Regions from separate parts of the Macaca mulatta genome. Here region 2 is linked to region 1. Evidence: chromatin contacts called from public Hi-C data. All regions are on one chromosome and are shown on one strand. Each heading gives the region's core, a stretch centred on a gene start, on an enhancer-like site or on the middle of the called end of the contact. The rest is flanking DNA. Distances are from core to core; before and after follow the strand shown. Region 1 overlaps CORO2B (coronin 2B). Region 2 overlaps CORO2B (coronin 2B).

The links. Hi-C and Micro-C count contacts between places; a contact is called where the count stands out from the background.
Region 2: a contact with region 1 is called in a Hi-C map of fetal cortex germinal zone, with 1.9 times the contacts expected there. The contact joins two enhancer-like sites. A contact is called at or near these places in 2 of 14 Hi-C or Micro-C datasets (fetal cortex germinal zone and fetal cortical plate).

Annotation. Positions count from the first base shown.
Region 1 is chr7:46,155,069-46,162,199 of T2T-MMU8v2.0, reverse strand. All of the region lies in intron 1 of CORO2B (coronin 2B), which reads right to left. Among named protein-coding and RNA genes, the nearest start is that of CORO2B, 7.9 kb to the right of the region's middle. Within about 2 kb of position 5,274, at least 5 of the 40 cell types and tissues checked have an H3K27ac peak or open chromatin away from gene starts, as enhancers often do. A contact at or near this core is called in fetal cortex germinal zone, where this site is marked.
Region 2 is chr7:46,224,459-46,231,675 of T2T-MMU8v2.0, reverse strand. All of the region lies in intron 2 of CORO2B (coronin 2B), which reads right to left. Among named protein-coding and RNA genes, the nearest start is that of CORO2B, 77 kb to the right of the region's middle. Within about 2 kb of position 4,990, at least 10 of the 40 cell types and tissues checked have an H3K27ac peak or open chromatin away from gene starts, as enhancers often do. A contact at or near this core is called in fetal cortex germinal zone, where this site is marked.

The sequences.
Region 1 (7,131 bases), core at 4,025-6,524:
CCAGAGTTCCAGGGAAATCTTGGCCAGGAGACTTCTCAAGCTGGTGATAAGGTCTGGCCCGAGGAAAGCTCTTAGCAACCCAGGCTCCCAACCCAGCAGCCCTTCTCATGGTTTCAGAGAAACAAAGGAGGGAAAGATTGCTGGCAGCCCAGTGTGCCAGGACGGCCAGCTTCCAGGAGGGAGAGCCGGGGGTCATGGGTCACTGTGGAGGGCAGGGGGGCAGCCAGGAACGTAGGGCATGCACTGCCAGGCCTGGGCAGCCGCAGCCTGATGGTTGAGCAGAAAGGCCTCCAAAGTTGCTCCCTCTGCCTCTGCCACCACCAAACCGGGCCTCTGGTCAGGGCCCTCCTAGCTGGTCACTTGGTGAGCCAAGTCTCTCCAACCAGGTGCCTCCTCCCATCTAGGTTAAGTTCTCAAAGTCTCCTTTCTGGAACTTTCTCCCATTCCCCACTTTTGAATCATTCCTTGGCCTGCCAACATTGGGCAACTACTAGAAGCCTAGGAAAAACAAAACAAAACAAAAAAAAACCCCAGAGAATTGGAAAACCCAACCTGAGCCTGCCAGTAACTTGGGGGAGCCCCAGTCCCCACTCAGTCACATCTTCCCTATACCGCCTTGGGAAAACTTTCTGGGGCTTCAGTTTTCTCCTCTGCAAAATGGGGGTGTCTACTTACATCTTTAAAGTCCCTTCCGGCTCCAGCAGTCCACAGATCTCTAATAGTAAAGATTTTGCCCAAGCAGCAACAGGGAATGTTTTAGGCTTGCTCCAAATCCTGCCAAATCTTGTATGTCTATACCTGGTATTCCAAAAATCCACAGCACACTCTTACTGGCATGCATAGCCCTTTGATGAGCGCTGTGAAAGCTACTAAAAAGAATCAGACCTGATCTCTAGCTTCAGCAAGCTCACAAGTTAGGGAGCCAAAGATCATGCTCATAAGATAATCGGCAAACAACATGGCACATAAGGCCTTTCCCTGCTGGCTGGTATACCAGGGATCACATGCTACAGGAGCTCCAAGGATTGAGAAATTAATGTGGATCCGGACCCTGAAAAGGTCAGTTTAACAGGACAGCTCAGGCCCTGAAACAGCCTCAATCCATAAGAACTTGAGTTTGTTCCCAGATCTTTTAATGAGTAAGGCAGGAAGGCAGACTCAGGGTCTCTAGAAGACAGATTTGTGAAGATAAAGTCATCAGTTGGCCACTCAGGTATGCAGAAATCCCCTTTCCCAGAATTCCAAATTTCTCGGAATCCCAAATTTCCCCATGCATTTCTGCAAGCTGGTCTTTCACCTGGAGGTCAGCAAGGCAGGCATAACCAGCAATTTCTTCGGGAGTTAAATAAAAATCCTCAGGAATTAAATCCCTTTGTCGCCTTCCACCAACACCTTTCTTTCCATCAGCCGTTCCACATCCTGGAAATTCTACCAGATTCCAGATTATAAAACTGTTAGTTCTGAAATCAAACTCAAGGTGTTTAAATGATTTGCTGCAATGCCTCAAGCTAGTAGAGGCTATTCCTCTCCATAAACCTAAAGGAAAAGCAGGTCTGAGTCCCGAGGGCATCGGGATGTATCTGGAGCAAAGATCAAGGTCATTTGACAGTGGGAACCTGGTCTCTCTGCCTAGGGACCCAGGTAGGACTGTGCTCTGGGACCCACCTTTCCTCGCCTTCCACAGGGAGCTCTGATCTACAGAGAGCCGGGATGATACAGATCAAGGTTTGGATGCTTTATTTGGCTCACTTTTCAAATGAAAGCAGGACACCACATTTTTATAGCCAGATTATTTGTCCCAAGCATATTAAAACAGCCAAAATAGACAGAACAGGAAGAGAGAAAAGCAAGTTTTCATCCGCACCAAACTAGCCTGACAGAGTAAAAACAGATAGAGGCTGTTTGGAAGAGACGAACTTTTCTCTTCCACCCACAGAGTATGAATCAATTCTGAAATAAGGACTACAGCAGGGGAGAAGTGGGCTAGCTATTGGAAGGAACTGCCTAAATCTGAGGGCCTTGAAATACTGGTGAGGAAGAAGAAAGGAGGGGGCACAGATTAGACATCACAATAAACCATTTCCTTCCATGACATCTACAAAGCGCCTTATTTACATCTTTCCCGTGTTACTTGAATATTAGAGCACCCTACAGAGATAGACTACTAACTCCATTTTCACAGAGACTCAGAGACATCCAGGGACTAGCCCAAGGTCACACAGTAAGGAGCAGAGGCAAGAGCAAGGCCTGGGTCTTCTGCCTCCAGGTCCCGTGCTCTGGACTACATGTTTCCGGGTCATTCCCACCAGCCTGACAAAGTGGCAAGACAGAAGGCCTGCGAGGCAAGCTGAGTCCCTGACTGGCTGTGGGAACACTGTAAAAGTTACCTCCCTTCTTTCCCTGGACCTCCATTTCTGCAACCATAGGAAGGGGGATAATAATAGCACAGATTTCATAGACTGTCATGAAGCTTAAATGAATTAATACATATAAAACAGATTGTATACGCTTGGCATAAACTAAGTGCTCTGGAAGGGTTAGCCGCTTCTGTTATCATCGTTATTGTTATTGCCTGTTGGTCCCTTGAAAGCAGGGACCTAGCACCTGGTAAAAGGCTGGGAACTGCCTACTAGTAAATTAGTATTTTTAAAACTAATCTAAATTAAAATTAGGAATCATTCTCATATTCCTAAAAAGTGTAGAGTGCTGTACAGGCAGAGGGCCGGCCCAGATGACCTCAGACATCTCCGGGGTTAAATACCGATCATGGAGGCTTCCCAGGAATTAGCATAAGCACCTACCCGGGGTGAGCCTCCACACACCACCACTCTGGGCAGCCAGAGCCTCCAGGGGTGTTAGCATTTGTCTCATACAGGGGCCAGTAAGTTTAAGCCTGTGGCATGAACACCACGTAAAACATCCACCTTCTCTGAGCTCAGGCAAAGCAGACACCAAACTGCAGACACTTAGGGGTTTTTGTTTGTTTGTTTGTTTTAGAGATGGGGTCTCACTATGTTTCCCAGACTGATCCTCCTGCCTCAGCCTCCTGAGTAGCTGGGACTATTGGCGTGGACTTTTAACACTTTAGAAAAAAATGTGTGCCTGTGTGTGTGCGCATACATATCTCCCTATAGTTTGACTTTAAAGACCAAGGCCCAATATAGATAATAAGAAAGATCTAAAGAACAAAAATGGTCATAATTGAGCCCACTACAAATATAAGGTGGAAATTTTCCTGCCAGAGCAAAGTTTCCTTTTGGAAAAATAAATGACTTCTCCCTCCTGCCTGAGAGCCAGGAGAGCCTCTGGCCTCCTTACACAGCGCAAGGAGGCTCTGTGAGGCATCGGGGTGGGCAACTGAACTTGGAACTTCCACATCCCCCTGCCTGGGTTAGTTTTAGAAGCATCCAGGGTCAGGTCACCATCCCTATCACCAAGCAGCAGGCAAGGGGAAGGAAAGAGGCCAGAATCCAGAGGTCCGGACATGGACCAGTTCCATCCTGCCTCACTGGGCCACCTTTTACAGGTGACTTAGCCTCTCTGTGCCTGCGTCCTTATCTGTAAAGCAGGGATGATAACAGTAACCTATACCATGATGTTGCTCTGAGGATTAAATGAGTGGATACTTGTATCACGCTCTCATCAATGCCCGGCATGCAGGAAGCGATCAAGGTCCATGGTTTTTGACTCCTGACGTTTGCCCATTCATCCCTGGCCTATTGCTCCCTCCTCAGCTCCCCTCCTTTCACCTGCTACCTCCCACTCATCCTTCATGACTCAACTTAAAGTCACTTCCTGATCCCTCTGACTACATCAGGCCCCCTGCTATTCCCAGAGTTCCCTGTATTGCTCATTTCATAAGCCCCAGGACACTCATTAATTTTCTGTCTTCCTGAGAATAACAGCTAACACTACATGTCAGGCATATGGTAAGTGCCTCACATGGACCAGCTCACTTTATCTTAATAACAATCCTCTTAAGTGCTACTATTATCAATCCCAATGAATGGATGAGGAAACAGATGTTCAGAGAGGTGAGGCAACTTGCCCAAGAATACACAGAAAGTAAATGACAGACTGCCATGTGTTTGACTTCAAAGCCAGCATTCCTAGCCAGTGGCACCCCAAATCATCAGGGGCTATCTAGAGAAAAGGCTGCTTCTTGTAAGGGCTGCAGGCCTGGACCAGGGACCTGCGTTCTCTGAACCAAGCTACCCTCATGGAAATGGAGAAGGCGGCTCTGCCTCTGTCATACTTTGTTCTGCCCTGGGCTGAATGCCCTGCCCAAGCAGCCCGATCTGATGTCAAACACCATGCATAGGACACCCTCCTCCCCCAGCACCCTTCCCCGAATTATTTACATGACTCCCAGCTCCAGTAAAGACCACAGGCAAATCTAAGCAGGACACAACCATAGGCATCACCCTCAAGGCAACCAGCATTTGTCCTGCACATCCTCAGTGGCTGGACCACAGACACAACAGATAATAGCCCACTGTGTTGTAGGTGGGGGGCTGGTGGGGAGTGGAAGCAGAGTAGGATCATGTCCCAGGACCAAAGGCCTAGAAGTGAGATGAAAGTGTTCTCTGGAGTCAGACAGCCCAGGTACAAATCCCTGCTCCCCCCCAATTCATTCAACCTGTGACCTTGAGCAGTTCACCTACTCTCACTAAGCCTCACTCTCCTCCTCTGGAAAATGGGATGGATAATAGAATCTACCCCATGGTTGTGCCGAGTAAATGCGATCATGCATGCCCAACGCCTGCTTGATAACTGTCATTATCGTGATGATGGTGATTAATCTTCACGGGTTGTGGACCATTATGTGATCGGATTGAAAAGGTTCTGGCTCAAAGCCAGAAGATCTGGGCATGCATCCCGCCTCTGACCCACATTAGCTCTGGGACCAGGGTGTGGTCATCTCTCCACTCAGACATTGTTTATCCATCCCTAAATAGAGGGGACCCTCCCCACCATGAGAAAGCTGATGGGATTCAGGGCAGTAACCCATGGATGTATTCTGTACGAAAGACAGCCTGAGCAAACCTGGGAGCCTCCCATCGCTACATTAATTAATTGGAAGGAGGGTGCCAGCCAGAAACCAATTACAAAATCCCTCCAGGGGCCTCTGTGGGGGCAAAAAGGAGGGGTGAGGAAGGGCGGTGGTGGCTTCTCCCCATTCCCCACCCCCACCCCACTTGTGCCTCCTTAGCAGCTGGTCCTGCACTCCAGGCCCACAAAGGAGAGGCTCATTCTAAACAGCTTCTTTTCATGTGGAAGCCACTGGATTTGCATCTGTCCTTCCCTGGCAGGGCCTGCCCCATGCCAGCTGCTCCAAGCTCCCCAGGCTGCAGGGTGCTTCAGGACCCTGGGCCTGAGCCTGCGGGGCCAAAAGGGGGAGGAATGGGAACCCAATGGGGCTGATCAGGAAAAGAGGGAAGGAGACCGGGCTGGGCGCAGAGAGAATTTGCACACATTTTCATCTCCTGGACACAAGATAATCTCTGTGGCCAGGCATATCCAAATCAGAATCAGGGCTGCCCGGGTGCCAGTAGCCGAGACTCCACCAGTACTGGCCCTGGCGGAGGCTGTGTCTGCTCCAGCTAGTTGGCCTGGGAGAGCAGTGGAAAAACTCACTCCATCCCTGAGCTGCCAGGACATTGGCCCAGCCAGCGTCCACACTCCCAACCAGCCAAACTCGTGTGTGCCAACCTCACAGGGCTGGCCAGTGTGGGGTGATTCTGGGAGCCCTGGAGAGCCTCACACCCTGCCCAGCTTCCTCTAAGAGCTGCCATAGGTGTCAAGGTGGCAGTGCCTGGGGGGAGGGGAACACAGGGCCTCTGGGCACAGTCAGGAAGAAAGCATCTGACAGTGCTTTTCTGGAGAGTGAGATTCATTGCCTAGAGGGAGAGACAGTAAGGAAGGAAAGAGCCTGCATTCATTAGGCACTTACAGTATGCAGGCAAGACAAGAGATCTCCCAGCTTCTGCCCACTGGACCTCGAGACTCTGAACTCAGGGCTTTGGCCTTTCCATGTCCTTCTCCTCTAAGGCCCTGGATCCCAGGGACTGTGGCTAATGCCACTGTGTTCCTAATGCCTCACACAGGGTCTGGCCCAGGGTAGGTGCTCAGAGGGTGCTGGCTAAAGGAACGAATGACTCCTAGCCGCACACCTCCCAGCATGAGAATGCTGGATATCTGGAAGAAGCCCGGGAAGGGAGAGGAGGCATAAAGGGTGTGTGGGCAGAGCAGGCAGAGCTCCTGCCCACCCGCAAGTGGGCTCCCACCCGGGAGCTGGCTCTGTGCTGGTTCCCCCGCTTCCTCTTCACCAAGGCTTCCTGAGGTGCTGGCTCTCTCACTTCCTCTCCCAGGGAGACCCAGATAGGAACAAGGTGCTGGGATGTAGAATGCCAGGAGGTTCAGGTATCTCCCAGATACCTAGATTCTGCGTCAGGGAACCGGAGGCAGAGAGGCCTTATAATCCCCCTCGCCATCTGACTGTAGGTATAGCAAGGCTCCCATGGACTTGGCTCCCCTGCCCCACATCCTGTCCCTCCTCCCATCCCCGCAATGCTTTTTCCATCTAGGGCAGAGGGTATCCCACAGAGGGAAATCCAGGCACCAGCAGGACAGGCAGGGGCGATGCAGTGGGGTAACTGGAGTGGGGCCAAAACACCTGTGCCTGCTCAGGCTGCCCCAGGACCCCTTCCCAGGGCAGCCAGGTGGAAAGAGCACTGACCACCAGTCAGGAGGATTGACATGCCAGCCCCTCCAGCCTCAAACTTGTTGAATGACTTTGGGCAAGTCACAACGTCACAACTTCTGCTTCCAGGGTCTCAGCTCCCTCATTTCTCAAGGAAAGGGTTGGGGGATGTGCCTGCTCCAAAATTTTATTTTCCTGTGGGTGACTCTGTAGGGGCCCTAGAGACACACGATCTTTGGCAAATGCAGACCTGCTATTACCTGGGCAGGATAACATCATCCTCAGTCCTTTCACATTCAGCAGGAGCCACTGGCTCCTATCAGCAGTCTGTGCCCTGCTGCAGCTGGGGCAGCAGAGAGAAGGTTGCCCACAGAAAGAGGGGCCAAGGTACCGCTGACTGTGCTGCTCACGGACCTACAATCTATCTG
Region 2 (7,217 bases), core at 3,741-6,240, 70 kb before region 1:
TTTTTTGTATTTCGTAGAGATGGTGTCTTGCTATGTTGCCCAGGCTGGTCCCAAACTCCTGGGCTCAAGCAATCCTTCCACCTTGGCCTCCCAAAGTGCTGGGATTACAGGTGTGAGCCACTGTGCTTGGCCTGTGTTTCATATAATTGGCTTCTTTTGTAATCCTATTTTGTATACTTAAAAACTTTATTCTGTGAAGGGGTCTATGAGTTTTTCTAGACTGCCAAAAGGATCTATGCCTGACTCCCCCAAAAGTTAATCTGTTTTATTTGAATAAAATGATTCAGTGTTAAAAACTAAAGTTTGTGAACTTTTGTACTCCGTCTGTGACCTCATAACATTAAGGCAGAATTCTCACGAGATAAATGAGCAAACTGGAGAGCAGGGGCACTGGACCCTAGGTGGGGAGGGTGCATCAGAGCCAGCAAGCCAGGATCACACAGGCAGACTTGCACTGAAAGGTTTGCCCTGAGCCAAGCACCTTCCAGGCTTTATATAACACCTCACTGAATCCTCAGAACAGCCTCGGGGTTAGGACTAGCATGGCTCTCATTCTGCAGCAAAGGAAACCGAGGCACAGATCAGTTACATAACTTGCCCAAAGAACATGGCTGGCAAATGGTAGAATCAGGATTGAAAGCCAGGCCAGCTGATGCAGACCCTGCACACCTAACCTCTGAGCACACTGCCTCCCTGTCCAGGTAGATGGAAGCCTCTCACGGGAAGTCTCTAAGGTGTTGCTGTTGTCTGGGTGCTTCTCTTGGTGGGGGAAGGAGGAGTGGGAAATGGGATGGTTCTGAAGCATTGGCTGCCAGGATCAATCATCTGACACATGGGGCACTAACTAGCTGTGCAACCCTGACCAAGTATCTTGCCCTCTCTGGGCCTCTGTGTCTCCATCCATAAATTGCAGTTTTAAGCACTACCCTTCCATACCTTCCACCTCTCATGCTCACCTGACGACCCACTTGGAAACTCAGGCACAGGTTGCTTAGCAACTGAAATCAAGGTCTTGGCTGAGTGGAATGGAAAGCGGGGAGACAAGAAGTGCTATGTGATGCTGATATCACAGAGCTGTCTCTTGACATGTGAGGCTGTGAATGCTGGGATCAACCGTTCTTCCTCCCACACCCCTCCATCAAGTCAAGAGCCTTGGGATGGGAGCTGGTGGTGGGAGGGTGGGGTGGTGGTGGGGGTGGTCAGGGACATGAGGAAGGCCATCTGGAAATGGAAACTGCCCTAAGAACTAAATCAGGCCTGAAGTTTCTCAGGCAGGGCAAACAGGCAGCCATTGTTCTGGAAGCTGCCAGGAGAAAGGCCAGTGGTAGGAGCCTCGGCCAAGGCCTCTGGGCCCCAACTGCCCCCAGGGCGAAGCTCTGTTTCAAGCCAGGCAACCTTAGTTCCACTCCCCACAACCCTCTTGCACCCTAAATCATTTTTGTCCCTTGAAGTGCTGAGAGTCACTGACACATGAGGAGGGTGCTTCCAAAGCTACAGGCTCGGACGAGACACAACAGTAAGTCACTGCCTGGCCTCCTGTTGGGGGGCTTGGGGATGGCTGCCCTTTGTGGAAAGATCTCCTGCAGACTGAAATTCCACTATTATCAACACATTCCTTCCGGTCTCAAGAGTTTGGTCTCCTTAAATCTCACCCTAACCTCCATCAAATGCAAATTCCCTTAGTAAAGGAAAGCCATTGTTATCATCAACACCTTAGTAGATGTGAGTTTGGACTCTGAGAAGGGGCTGAGGGCAAGGATGCTGGGGAAGGGGGCCAGAGGGTGTCCAGGCATGTCATGCAACCTTGGATAAGACACTTCTCCTTTTTGGGATCAGGACTTGTCGTGGGCACAACAAGGTGGTTGGAATATATGATCCCTGGGGTCCCCTCTGACTCTGGCATTGTGTTAATGGAAGACTGGGATTGGGGCACTGGGGAGGTGGGCTGGTGAGAGGCATGGACTGTGAGGACTGTGTGGCTTCAGCCTGGCTCAGAGCACAGAGCTCATGCTCATTCAATGGGGCTGTGCTTCCGTCTGAGGCAGTTAGACCCCACAGAGCCCCCGTCTCAATTCCAGCACCGCTTTCTCCCACCAGCCTGGGTCTTTTAATAATAGAAGCAATATAGCTCAGATTTGTTGAGCACTTGCTCTATGCCAGGCACTGCGGTAAAACCTTTACATGCCTTCCCTCATTAAACCCTGGCAGGCAGTCCAAATCCAGATAAACAGGCAGGCTGGCTTGAGAGGGGCACCACCAGGCTCCATGGCAGCCCTGGACCCTCCCTAGAATCCCTCACCTCCAGGCGCCCAGCCTGGCATGGCCACCCCAGTCATGCCTCCCTGGAGGCCCCGCACCACCATCCCTGTACCCTTTCAGGCACAAATGACTTGCCTATGGGTGCCTTCCCCTCGATGTAGCTCACTGCTAGGAATACTCAGGGACTGTGCCTGACAACAGTAGCAGGAAGGCCAAAGACAAGGCTCTCACTTGCTGGCCACGGGCTCCAAAGCTCACCAAAGCTAACAGGCTATTGCTAGGATGGGGAGGACTGGAGATGGGTAACAGTCCTTGGCATCACCATGGCTCCCATTTACTAGCACGTACTATGGGCCAGGCTACATGCTAAGCGCTTTTGACAGCACCTTATTTAATCATCGCAGCACCCTGAGCAGCATGCACTATTATTATTTCACAAACAGGGAAACTGAGAAGCAGACATTAGAGGCCTAGGGTTTCACAGCTGAGGGGTGGAGCTACAACTTCCAAAGGTATGGGAGGCTCCAGGCCCTAGAAGGAAAATGGGTAGCAGATCAAGCAGACTGGCCGATGCTTCAGAGGTCAGGGCAGTGCCTCTGGGCAGAGTTAGGGCCCATGGCTTGACTTCACAGAGTCCTAGTGAACCAGCTACTATAATTTTACTATAATTTCCAGCCTCCCTGGCTCTGCAAGGAATGAGAGGGATTGAGCCAGGAAGACAGCTCAGCTGTAGACCCTGGCCCAAGGCAAAGGGATGGATTCTTTGACCTACCATGATGCCCACCAGCCAGGCTGCATCTCTGGCCCCCTGGACTCCAAATCCAGAGAATGCGCATCCCATAACCTTGTAATAAAATAAGAGAGCGACACTTCCATTTCTGCTGAAGGGCTTGCCTTCATTTTCCTCAAAAATCAGCAGCCATTCTTCCAAAAAAGGAAAAACACAAAGCAAGGCTGTCAATCTTGGGCCTCAGACAAATGAAATAAAGTTGCGACTTTTCTCTTTGAGAGCACAATTCTCCTCCCTTTTCCAAAGTCACTTACTGTACATTCAGGCTGTCACGGGCTTTGAGATGCAAATTGCACCAAGCGGAAGGCAGCCTGAAGAACAAAGAACGATTGAGGAAAGATCTGAAAAATGGATTTGGAAAAGGCTCTCTGAATTCCCTTGGAGAGGCGGAAACCTCACTGCAGAGCAGTGATGAAGATTCAGGCTTTTTTTTTGTTTTTTGTTTTTCTGAGGGAGAGAAGGCTTGAGGAGCTCAGTGCTGATTATGGGGGAGTGATGGGGTGTTACAGAAATCTGGAATGGGAATGAAGGCTTTGGGTGAGCAAACAAAATATTATTTTATTACAGTCCTCAGCACTGAGCTAGGCACCTTTCCTCCCAATCCTTCTTTTCATATTAGGCCTAAGACATGCTGTGAGCTATGGAGCTAATTGATCCACCAACTTCTAGATTCAACTCCAGAGTTAAGAACAGCTGGGCCATGCAATATCATTCTAAGGGCTTTCAGGGGAGGATGCAGCCCCTTTCGGTCTGGGCAGCCCCTGTAGGGTGCTGCATTCTCCCTAGGATCTGGTGGGGATGAGCTGCCAGGATCAGCAAAGAAGAGACCCCATCTCAGGGTAGATGGGCACCTGCCTCTGTGACTTGGCCATAGGTCAGCCCAATGGCCCCTTGGCTGAGGATCTACTGTGAGCCAGTCCCCGTGCAAACCAGATACATTTCCCACCCCTGGGGGCTCTCAGTCCAAGACAGGCAGCCAACTGGGCTAACTCCAGGTGGTCAAGACTTGGTGTTGTTCACTGCTTCCTCTTCGGTTGAGGAACTCTGACTGAAACCTAGCAGGCATTCAACACCCATCTGTTGGATGGATGGGCGGGTCGGTGGGCCAGTTTTGCCTCCTGACCTCTGGAGTCATGCTATCTTGTCTGGACCTCTCCTCCAGGACCCCACCCCTGCTTCTCCTTGCCAACTAGAATTGTTGCTTCATTCCTTCAGAGAGTAAGCTTCCCCAAGATCTGCTGCACTTGTATGGAGTCTGGAAACATCTATGCTCTTGGCTTCCAAAAGAGATGGACACATGGGGTGTCAGCTCATCAGAGAGGTGTACTAAAGTGTTGGCTGAATCAACATTCAAGGAAATCCTCTAAGACATCCAAATGGCAGTAATAATAATACAAGGCACATTTATAGAAATGCTCCCCTCTAATCCACTGTAAGGTGGGCAGGCACATGACTGGGAGAGCCCTGGACTAAATTCTGACTCTGCTACTTGTGGGCTGTGACTTTTCTGAGCCTCTGTTTCTTTATCTGTAAAACGGGGAGAATAAGTATACTTTCATCATAGAATTTGAGGTGAGATTCAAACAGAGCAGGTACATTAGATCCTCAAAATTTCCTCAGGCCACACTATCGTGGTGGGGAGGGAGAATGCACCACCCCAGCCCCAGAGACCCGGTGTACAGCTGGGACTGAGAATGGCTGGGTTATAGGGAGAACCCAGACTCTTGATATCTAGGCCAGGTTTCTTCTCTTTCTGCCAGGTGCCAGTTGGGGTAGCAGGTAGCTCTGGTTCTAGCCCTGGTCTTCCTGTGGCCTGGATCTGGAAGTGGCAGGCAGTCCTGGTGAAGTGCAGCCGGAAAGGGGTGGCGCCCCTGGGGAGGCCCCGGTGGTTAATCAGGCTGCTGGGCACAGTGCCTGCTCTCTGGAATACTCATAAGGCCCCTCCAGCTGTGCCAGGCAATCAGGGTGCTGATTGCTCCCCCATCTGCAGCTTAACATTCCACTCCAGAGAGCTGGCGGCTGAATGTTAACTAGGGGAAAAAGCAGGCACTGGCCTTCACAACGGCAGCGTGAATAAGAGACCTGGGGAAGACAGAGCCACTCCTTCGAGATCTGCCAGCCAGAACTTATCTGTTTACCAGCATCATGGGCGGCGGAAAGAATCGTGGATTCAGAAATAAGTGAGCTGGTTTGAGGTCCACACTGTATGCCCGGCTCTACCCACCTGCTGAGAGGATCAATGAACACAGAGTTTGCTGGAACTCGAGAGTGCTGTACAAAGGCAAAGCATCATCGCGGTTGTTGTTTGTAGTTGTTGTGGACATGGCTTCCTACTCTGCAGAATAATTTTTAATCATAAATATGGAAATCTCAAGCAAGCTGGTTTTGAAGGAAACGGAGCAAGGAGAGAAAAGCTCTGTGGAAGGTTCTGAGCCTTCCTCAGGAGGTGTGGCCTCGGGGCAGGGATTTGGGCATCCTGGGCAGGTGCTATTCGCTTCTGGCCCACATCTCTTAGAAAAGCAAGCAAGGAATGAGAGGAGACACTCGATGATAGTAGAGGGAAAAAATTTAGAGAAGAACTAAGACAATTCTCTGCGGCCTGCTGTTTGCTCAAGACAAAAATCTGGAGCCATTCAGCGTAGGGACAAGACTGCCCCACCATCAGTTAATAGCTCATAACTAACGCTCAAAGTGATGATTTGCAGTCACCGAGAAATGGCCAAAATCTCTTCTGTGTTTGAATTGAATACAGGAAACTGTTTTCAGGGAAATTTCTATCAAACTGAGGGGGTGAAAACTGGAGCTAAAATAATCTGACCCTTCTTCCTCCTAGAAAATCGGGTAGCATGGAACAACATCTCCACCGCTGCCAAATCAAGGAAGGGTTCCGCATTGGGACTGACTGCCTCCCTCTCCCCGCACCCCCTGCACCAACCGGGAGGCTGTCCCATGCTTGCAGGCCCAGCCCTGGCCACAGGGGGCGGTAGAGGGACGGCCGTGGCCTGGGCGGCAGGGAAAGCCGGTGTTGGCTCCAATACCTAAGCCACTCCACTTTGGAGGCGGGACCCTTTGTCCCATAGTCCCCAGACTCAGGGTCCTGCCTGAAACTACTTGAGCCTCGCAGATCAAGGAGCTGCCTTACCCCCCCACGGAGTCAAGAACCCACCCCACCCCTCGCCATGCCTTCATTATGGGTCCCGCAGTTCTGTTTCAACTTTCTGCAGCGAGCCCAGATTCAGGTGTTACTCTGGGAGGAAACATTTGCTACATACATTAGGGAGGGCTGATGTTCAAGGTAGATGAAGACTTTCATCTGGCCGGAGGGCAGCAGGCAAACCGAGCGGATGGGGCCCCTCTTGTCCATACCGGTGCACACACTACACTGAGCCCCTCTCCGGCCTGCAGGGCCTCTGAAACTTCAGGGGCTCCCTCTTCACATCAGCGAATTGCCTTTATTTTTTCCAAAGTACAAAACGTTAAGTACTCGTAAGAAATTTAGATCATATAGCTAAGGGAAAAGAAAATTACAGAGGACTCATGCTCCCAATACTTGGGAGATAACATAACTTTTGACATTTGATGTATATTTTTTTCAGTCGCTTCCAGATAGGTAAATAGTTTTTGTTTTTGTTTTTGAGACGGAATCTCGTTCTGTCGCCAGGCTGGAGTGCAGTTCCGCGATCTCGGCTCACTACAACCTCAAGCGATTCTCCTGCCTCAGCCTCCCAAGTAGCTGGGATTATAGGCACGCGCCATCATGCCCAGCCAATTTTTGTATTTTTAGTAGAGACGGGGTTTCACCATGTTGGCCAGGAATGTCTCAATTTCTCCTTCTCTCTCTCTTTTTTTTTTATATGGAGTTTCGTTCTTGTTGCCCAGGCTGGAATGCAGTGGCCGGATCTCAGCTCACTGCAACCTCCGCCTCCCGGGTTCACGCCATTCTCCTGCCTCAGCCTCCGGAGTAGCTGGGACTACAGGCGCCCACCACGATGCCCAGCTAGTTTTGTATTTTTAGTAGAGACGGAGTTTCTCCATGTTGGTCAGGCTGGTCTCGAATGCCTGACCTCAGGTGATCTGCCCGCCTTGGCCTCCCAAAGTGCTGGGATTACAGGGGATAAATATTTGTAATGTGATTAATCATTAATCATATATTGCATTTCTTCACGTA